2 separate regions of the Astyanax mexicanus genome follow, and region 2 is linked to region 1. A link is a contact called in public Hi-C data. All regions are on one chromosome and are shown on one strand. Each heading gives the region's core, a stretch centred on a gene start, on an enhancer-like site or on the middle of the called end of the contact. The rest is flanking DNA. Distances are from core to core; before and after follow the strand shown.

What was found. Hi-C and Micro-C count contacts between places; a contact is called where the count stands out from the background.
Region 2: a contact with region 1 is called in a Hi-C map of blood, with 6 times the contacts expected there. The contact joins the promoter of rps13 here to the promoter of hsbp1a in region 1. A contact is called at or near these places in 2 of 3 Hi-C or Micro-C datasets (blood and muscle).

Annotation. Positions count from the first base shown.
Region 1 is chr16:38,566,559-38,570,457 of AstMex3_surface, reverse strand. It overlaps hsbp1a (heat shock factor binding protein 1a), which reads right to left and starts at 2,107. Exons shown (of 4, transcript XM_007237621.4): 1 at 1,906-2,107. The coding sequence starts at 1,950. It overlaps atxn1l (ataxin 1-like), which reads left to right and starts at 3,262. Exons shown (of 3, transcript XM_015602535.3): 1 at 3,262-3,614.
Region 2 is chr16:39,231,249-39,235,147 of AstMex3_surface, reverse strand. It overlaps rps13 (ribosomal protein S13), which reads right to left and starts at 2,060. Exons shown (of 6, transcript XM_022670102.2): 1 at 1,954-2,060. The coding sequence starts at 1,976. It overlaps nucb2a (nucleobindin 2a), which reads left to right and starts at 3,784. Exons shown (of 13, transcript XM_049465422.1): 1 at 3,784-3,899.

The DNA.
Region 1 (3,899 bases), core at 858-3,357:
GCAATGATCTATGATTTTAAATGACTGAATTTCAAACATTCTATGTTATGGTGCTTTTTAAAACAACCCTTTTTTAACCTTAACTAACACCAGCCTCACAAGCCCTACGTTTACCATTAAAAATTCCTATTAAATTACAGATCTTTCTGACACAGTTTTTAATACTTCAAAAAAGCAGATTGTAAGTGTATATTTATATATGTTTTAGGCATGCGCCGATGTTGGAATTCTGGTCTGATGCTGATAACACAAGTACATATATGCAGATACACAAACTTATTACTTACAGAGAAACTAGACTAGACCCCGGTATAACTTTATAATTGATAAAAAATAAATAAAAATGAGCTTAAACAAATGGATTTTAAAGTTGTCCTACTCTAAGTAGAAAGTATTAGACTTCCTAAATTATTTACTTACTACTGCTCTAGTGCTCTACAATGTGAAATAGCTACATTATCCATATGTTGCATAATCTCTTTACCAACAATATCATGTGCAATATCATCATTTATTTACTATTTAATTGTCATTTATTACTGTCAGCCTATGTGCAAAAAATAACAGTGATCACTGCTTACTATAAGATATACTGGGGAACCAGGCTTCCTCTTATCTTAGCTTTTCTAGATCACATTTTTTTTAGTATTGTTTCATTCTCTTGTAGTTAGTGTATATATACATATATATGTATATATATTATATATTTTTTTATATTGATATATATTCCCTAACACTTCAGGGTACCACTTTAAAATAAGACTACCTTTATAAAGGGTTTATAAATGGTTTACAATTAGTTTATTAATAGTTACTAATTAGGTTGTAAATGCCTTAAAAATCATTAATAATCAGTTATAACACATACTTAGGAAGGGCAACAATGACCTGTTGTTTGCAAAATAGTGAACCCACAACATCTATATAGTTGCCCTTTCTACGTATGTGTTATAACTGATTATTAATGATTTTTAAGGCATTTACAACCTAATTAGTAACCATTAATAAACTAACTGTAAACCATTTATAAACCCTTTAAAAAGGTAGTCTTATTTTAAAGTGGTACCCACTTCTGTTCTGTCCTCTGTGATTCTGTAACACCTCAAATTTCCCCTGCTGTGGGATTAATAAAGGCTTATATTATCTCAAGTATCAATTTGAAATATTGGCCATAATGACTGATACGATGTAATATAGATAAAGAGATATCATCGTGCATCCCTTACATTTTTTATATTTTTAATATTAAAACTACACATATTCTAAATGCACCTAGTCTACATTACAGATCTTGAATTAGCATTTCAGTACTAGTCAGACTAAATTTATAATACATTTTATATTAGTTAAAAGTAATTATTAATTAGATACCTGCAAATGCAGTTTTTAATCGTTTTAAATAGTAAAAAAAGCAACATTACATCCCAGATATCATGTGATTCTGGTAATGTACTGTAGGTAAACTAGTCTGATTTCATTGCTGGTACAAATTTCATATATGATATATAAGCCATATAAGACAGTTTCTACTAGTAAACACTTTACTGCATTATTGACACCTAGAAATAGATTTTAAACAATATAATCTGAGTTTGAACTGGTGTCACCATCGCTGGAATCATTTTGGACTAAAATAATAGCTTATTAAAGCTTTTATTATATCAGAATATCCACATTTACTGTTTTATTTAGGTGAATACATTAGTAAATAGGCACTATACTGTATCTAGGACGGTTTGAACAAGATACTAGGTAGTTTATCAGTTAAAATAGCTAAATAAGAAGCTATACAGATATTTATTTCTTTATTTTCAGATGCTAAAACCCAGTAAACCCAGTAAAATATCCCCAGAAGCGGCGGAATCCCCGCAGCCCTGTGCGCCTGCGCAGTAAAGCCGCACTCACCACCACGGTCAGGTCCTGCGCTGATTTGGGCTCGGTCTCAGACATGCTGTAAATCTGCGGTGTGTTTAATAAAACGCCGGATTAAAAAACCCGCTGTCCGTCAGAACCCGCTCTCTAATTCTGTTCCTCTGGTCCGGAGAGCGCTGCCCACACACTGTACTGTACTCTGACAACAGCAGGGAAAGCCGGCTCTGATTGGTGGAGAGAGAAGACAGCCCGCAGACACACCGCCACCTACAGGCGCGGAGGGGCACGCTCCTGGTGGTGTTAGTCGATTAATAAAAACAAATAATCGAATTAATCGTAACGACATTATGTGATTAATCGCGATTAAGACTTCAGATTAAGCTTTAACATTTAAATGTAAAGAATTGGCTAATTCTTTATATTTTGGGGATATTTCACTTCTGGGGATATTTCACTGGGTTTACGTGGTTTTAGCAGCTAAAAATAAAAAAAATAAATGTGTATATAGCTACGTATTTAGCTATTTTAACCGATGAACTACCTAGTTACCTGTTCAAACCGTACTAGATACAAAAAGGTGTGAATTTACTAATGTATTTACGTATGTATTTGAGAATCTTTGGCCATGCATTACAGATTTTTTTATATGATGTCCCATCACAGGCTCTATAGATCGCTGCTAAGAATATAAGCTATAAACACACGCTACGACTTATATTTATGTAAGATAAAGATCAAATAATACAATCCTTTATTAGCCCTACAGCAGGGTAATCTACAGTGTTACAGCAGCAGTAAAAACAAAGCACACAGAAGCAGAGAGAAAGTATAGCATGGGCTGCTAAGACAATGAGCTAAAATCTATGACATATATTATATATATTTTATATATTTATATAAGATAAAGAACAAATAAGATAAGGGGCAATCTATAGTGTTACAGCAGCAGTGAAAACAAAGCACACAGAAGCAGAAAAAAGTATTAATAGGGCATGGAAACGTATTGAATTTTAAGGTGTGGAAACGAAGTCCTGGCCATATAAGTCTTCCCCACGACTTAATTATTCTGTTCCCACACCTTAAATAGAAGTGGCCACGCATTATTTATTTTTTTACATTATGTCACCTGTGGGGGTTTCCATAGATCCCTGCTAAAGAAAAGGATTTAAAATATATAGCTTACTATAGGTTGGAAACAAGATAATTAAGTCCTGGGCTTATATGTCGTCCCCACGACTTAGTTATCTTGTTTCCACTCTTAAAAAAATAAAGATAGAGAACAAATCTTGACTAGTTAGAGTATGTTTGTCTGGATGACCAGCTTTTTTTTTACTGGATAGTTTAGCAGCGAGGTCGTACTCACGAATTATCGCGTGTGTGTGTGTGCGTGCGTGCGTGTGTTTGGATTAGCGCTGAGGTCAGAAGCCGGAGACCCCCATTGGACTTTCCCTGAGCCGCACGCTGTTGTAAACTCCTAAATCAGATTACTATACAGAATGCGCATTAGATGGTGAAGCGGGTTTCCGATCCGGATTATCTGTAGATCTGTGAATCTGCACCGCGCGGCTCCCGGAGCTCAGCGCAGCCCTGCTGTCCTGACATCATCCGGGCGCGCCGCTGGGGTTTGGGCCGCTGGCCTGTGGACTGGGCAGAGATCCGCAGCCCTGATTCAGCGCGGCTCTATCATCGGGACTCCCCCACAGCATGCAGCCGGACCGCGGGCCGCTCCACCACATGCGGGGGTAAGTGAGGGCGGGGGACGCGGCGCGGTACCGGCGGGAAACGGCTCTCCGCGGCGGGGGAGAGGCGGTTAGCCGCGTTAGCAGCGGGCGGCTAACGGTAGGGCTCGCGCGGAGCCCCTCGGTAATGTCCAGCAGTGAGATTTTATAGTTTAGAGAGGGTTTAGCTTTAATTTCAGGCTTTTGGAGTTAATAATTCAGTGTTTTAGAGAATAAATATATATTTCTGTTTAAGATTAATGTGTAATTAATCAGTGTATGGCTGTAGTATTTAGGATTTGTACTGTT
Region 2 (3,899 bases), core at 811-3,310, 660 kb before region 1:
AAGAACTTGCAAGACAAATGCTTTAAAAAAGATATATGAAGTGCATAATTACAAAGAACTGCTATTTTTGCTATTAAAAGGTGAAACAGTGAAACCCATTTGTTAAGCTGGGAACTGGCAACACTAAACTCAATTTCCAAAAATGACGTTAATGTAATTTACAGACATGCTACATAATAAATTAAATCGCTGCATAGTTCTTTTCAAGCAAGATTATGTTAAATACCAACCATGTCCGATTATGCTGCTAAAAAACGCTAATATAGTCCAATACTAATACAATTATGAATTCTGGGCATCCCTAGGTGTAATTAAAGTTGTTAATGTGGAATTGGAGATGCAAAACATTTTATAGACAAAAAAACGCAAAACTATTTAAACAATATATTTATATATAATATTTATTAGCTTGTTTTACAGAACCTGCCACTACTTATGAATTTGTGTGAAAATATGATAAATGTTGATCACTGTATAATATTAACCATAGCATCTAGCGCCAAGCCTGAATCACTACTACACACAATAGTGAAACAGCAAGGACTTACTTAACAGCTAAAATTTGTAAGTAAAATATTTTCTTGTAAACTCTTGGTTTAACGGGAGTAAAACATAATTCAAGCAAAGTAAATCATGCACTGAAAGGTGGGTGACACTGTAAAGGTTTAAAACATTTACAACACACACAACTAAACATATTTTGACATATGCATAAGCAGTGGCATATTTCTCTCTTCTGGTATTAACCCTTTCAGACTCTGCATCCATTACAATGGACATAATGTATTTTCTTCATTTTTATGTTTCTTTATTATAAGACTGTCCAGCAGAACGGACCGTGAACCAGCCAACGAACAAGTTTATAAACCAATGAAACAGTCGCCTGACGCATCTACTGCAAAAACACAGGAAAAACAGTAGTACTAGAGTCATTGAGGAAAAGTAACAGCTAATTTTACACTAGATTTAGTACACTTTTTAATAGTTTATTTTACTGTTTAGGGATGGCTTATGAAATAAAGGTTAATATGAAAAAGCATTACACAGGCTTCCAACACAACTAACAAAATAACTAAATGTTTGTTACTAGGATTTACATAATAGAGTTTACAGTGGAACATTATAGTTTTCTTGTCTGAGCATTACAGACAGAAAACAGTATTTACATTTTATTTATTGTAAAAACAGTATCTCGAATTTTCTAGAATTTACAGCTATAATTTGTGTTATATTAGCTAATAAACTGTTTAATTGTAGTACAACAATTTAAGTGAAGTGAATTATGCACTGAGAGCTGGGTGATGTAGTAAAGCCATTCACAACACAACTTACTAATCATATTGACATACAGACAAAATTCATAAATAGTGGCACATTATAGTAGTGATAGCGAAAAGAGGAGTTTTACAGCCTATAATTATGTGTACAGTTGGGACAGTGTTCTTTTAGTAATGCTTTTTTTTTTTTTTTTTTTTTTACATAAACACGATACGATAAAATATCGATAGCGGTTCATTATCCAGCTCTATTCTGAATACAGCACAAATTCGCTGTTTAACCGAGAGCCGATTATCCAGTTTCTGTTGCCGTTTAACTCAATTCAGAGGAAGAATTGTAGCTTCAAGTCAGGTCTAGATTGATCACAGAGGGTTAAATACCCGTTGAATAAATGTTTAAATCAGTAAAACAACATTTATTCTTCAATTAAACCCGTTTAACTCGGGCTTCCAGCCTCTTGCTGCGCTCCCCCCGGCTCTCCGCGCTTTCTCCGCGGCCTCCACCCCGATACAGCCCCCGCTAACCCTCTACCCCTGCAATCTAAGTAATAAACTGCAGATTTTGCGCTTTTCTCCAGGATTGCGGTATATGGAACTTTATTAATGCTGGCAACATCGTTTTTTAATCGCATTTCTCGCCGCCTTATGGGTATTTTAGTGTAAATTCAGCGCTTACCCGGGAGCGTGCATACGACCCATGATGGCGTTCACGGAGCGGCGCGAGAGAGAGAGCGGAAACACGAGGCCCCACAGAGGTAGCGCTCTCACCGGAAGTGACGCGAACTCCGGAATACACAATAAAAGTATAGTAATTCAGTTGAAAATGTGAAACTCATATATTATATAGGTGTGTTACACAAAGAGTGATCTATTTTAAGCGTTTAATTTTTTTTCTTGTTGATGATTATTGTGGCTTACAGCCAATAAAAAAAAACAAAATCTGTGTTTTAGAAAATTAGAATATTATTAGAAACAAATTGGTACTTTGGCAGTGTGGGCAGTGTGCCAAGTCCTGCTGGAAAATGAAATCCGCACCTCCATAAACGTCGTCAGTAGCAGAGGGAAGCATGAAGTGCTGTAAGATTTTGTGGGAAAACAAAACTGCACTGACTTTAGACTTGATAATAAAACACAGTGGTGGTTAATGATTATGGCTGTAAGCTAATCATCAACAATAAAATAAATAAACACTTAAAATAGATCACGCTGTATGTAATCCAAACTATATAATATATGAGTTTCACATTTTCAACTGAATTACTGAAATATTTTTTTCAATGATATTCAAACTTTTTAAGGTACACCAGTACAGTCTATGGAGCCACGTGTTTTTAATTTTTGTTTTATACATTATTAAATGTACACGGGTAAACCAAACTACATTTGGATACAACTGAAACAAATAAGAAACACTGTAAATAAATTTCTACTAGAAATTACTAAAATACATAGACAAAGACATTAACATATTTTTTTAGACGTTAATTTATTTTCATTTTAGACAGTAAATGTACAGAGGTTATTGTCATATTTTGGACACATTAGTAACACAATAAATTAAAATACATTGACAAAAAAAAGAGAAAATGTGGCAAAATAAAAGTCTGTATTTCTGTAAATCTCTAGTCTCTAGTGGTGGTTTTTGGAACAGCACCCACCTGTGGAAATTTCTAAGGCTTTTTATTGATATTTAGCGTTAATAAATCTAAATATAGTTAGATTAATCTGTAGTTTTCTGTAAATGTATAAAAGCAGGAGATTAGTGAAGCGGGTTAGTGCAGCGCTGCGATCTGCAGGTAATTACTTAAACTCACCTGAAGGAAGCGCTGCAGTGTCTGAATTGCCTGTGTGTCTGTGTTGCCAGGTTGGGGGGGTTTAACGATTTATTTTGACTGTGTTTGAAATTGGCTATTAATTGGCATTAGGACACACATATATATATATATATATATTTTACTTTTTATTAGTTAATTATTTTGGTCTTTCCATTGTTTGAATTACATTTAATATAAGCAGAAGTAAATTAAACTCAAATTTAAATAATGAGTCCCATTTTAGCGACGTGGCCTTTAGATTAGATTTCTATCATTATTATTATATATCCCTATAATTATATATATATGTATATATCTTATTTTTTTTCTAATATTTGGTGTGAGATTGTTTTTTTTTTGTCTTCGCAATGTTAGAAAAAAATATTTAAACATTAAGCAAAGTTATTTTTTTAAATGATAGATATAGAAATTTTGAATTACATTTATTATGGACATAAATTCAATTAAAAAGAAGTTCAAATAATAAGAGTCCCATTCTAGCTATGTTGCCTTTAGATTATTATTATTATTATTATTATTATTATTATTATTATTATTATACAATTTATATTTTATATCGTATCGTGGCTTTCAAATATTTGTCTGTCTTTGTAATGGTATTAATAAATTAAATAAATTACATAATAAGAGTCCCATCCTCTCTGTGTGTATGTAGACTGTACGAATCTGGCAACCCTGTTTAGTGTAGTGTTTGGTGCTGGTGGAAGCGGCGGAGAGGCGGCGTATCGGCGCTGAGAGCAGCACAGTATAAACAGCACAGCGCGCTTTAAACACAGATACAGCCGTA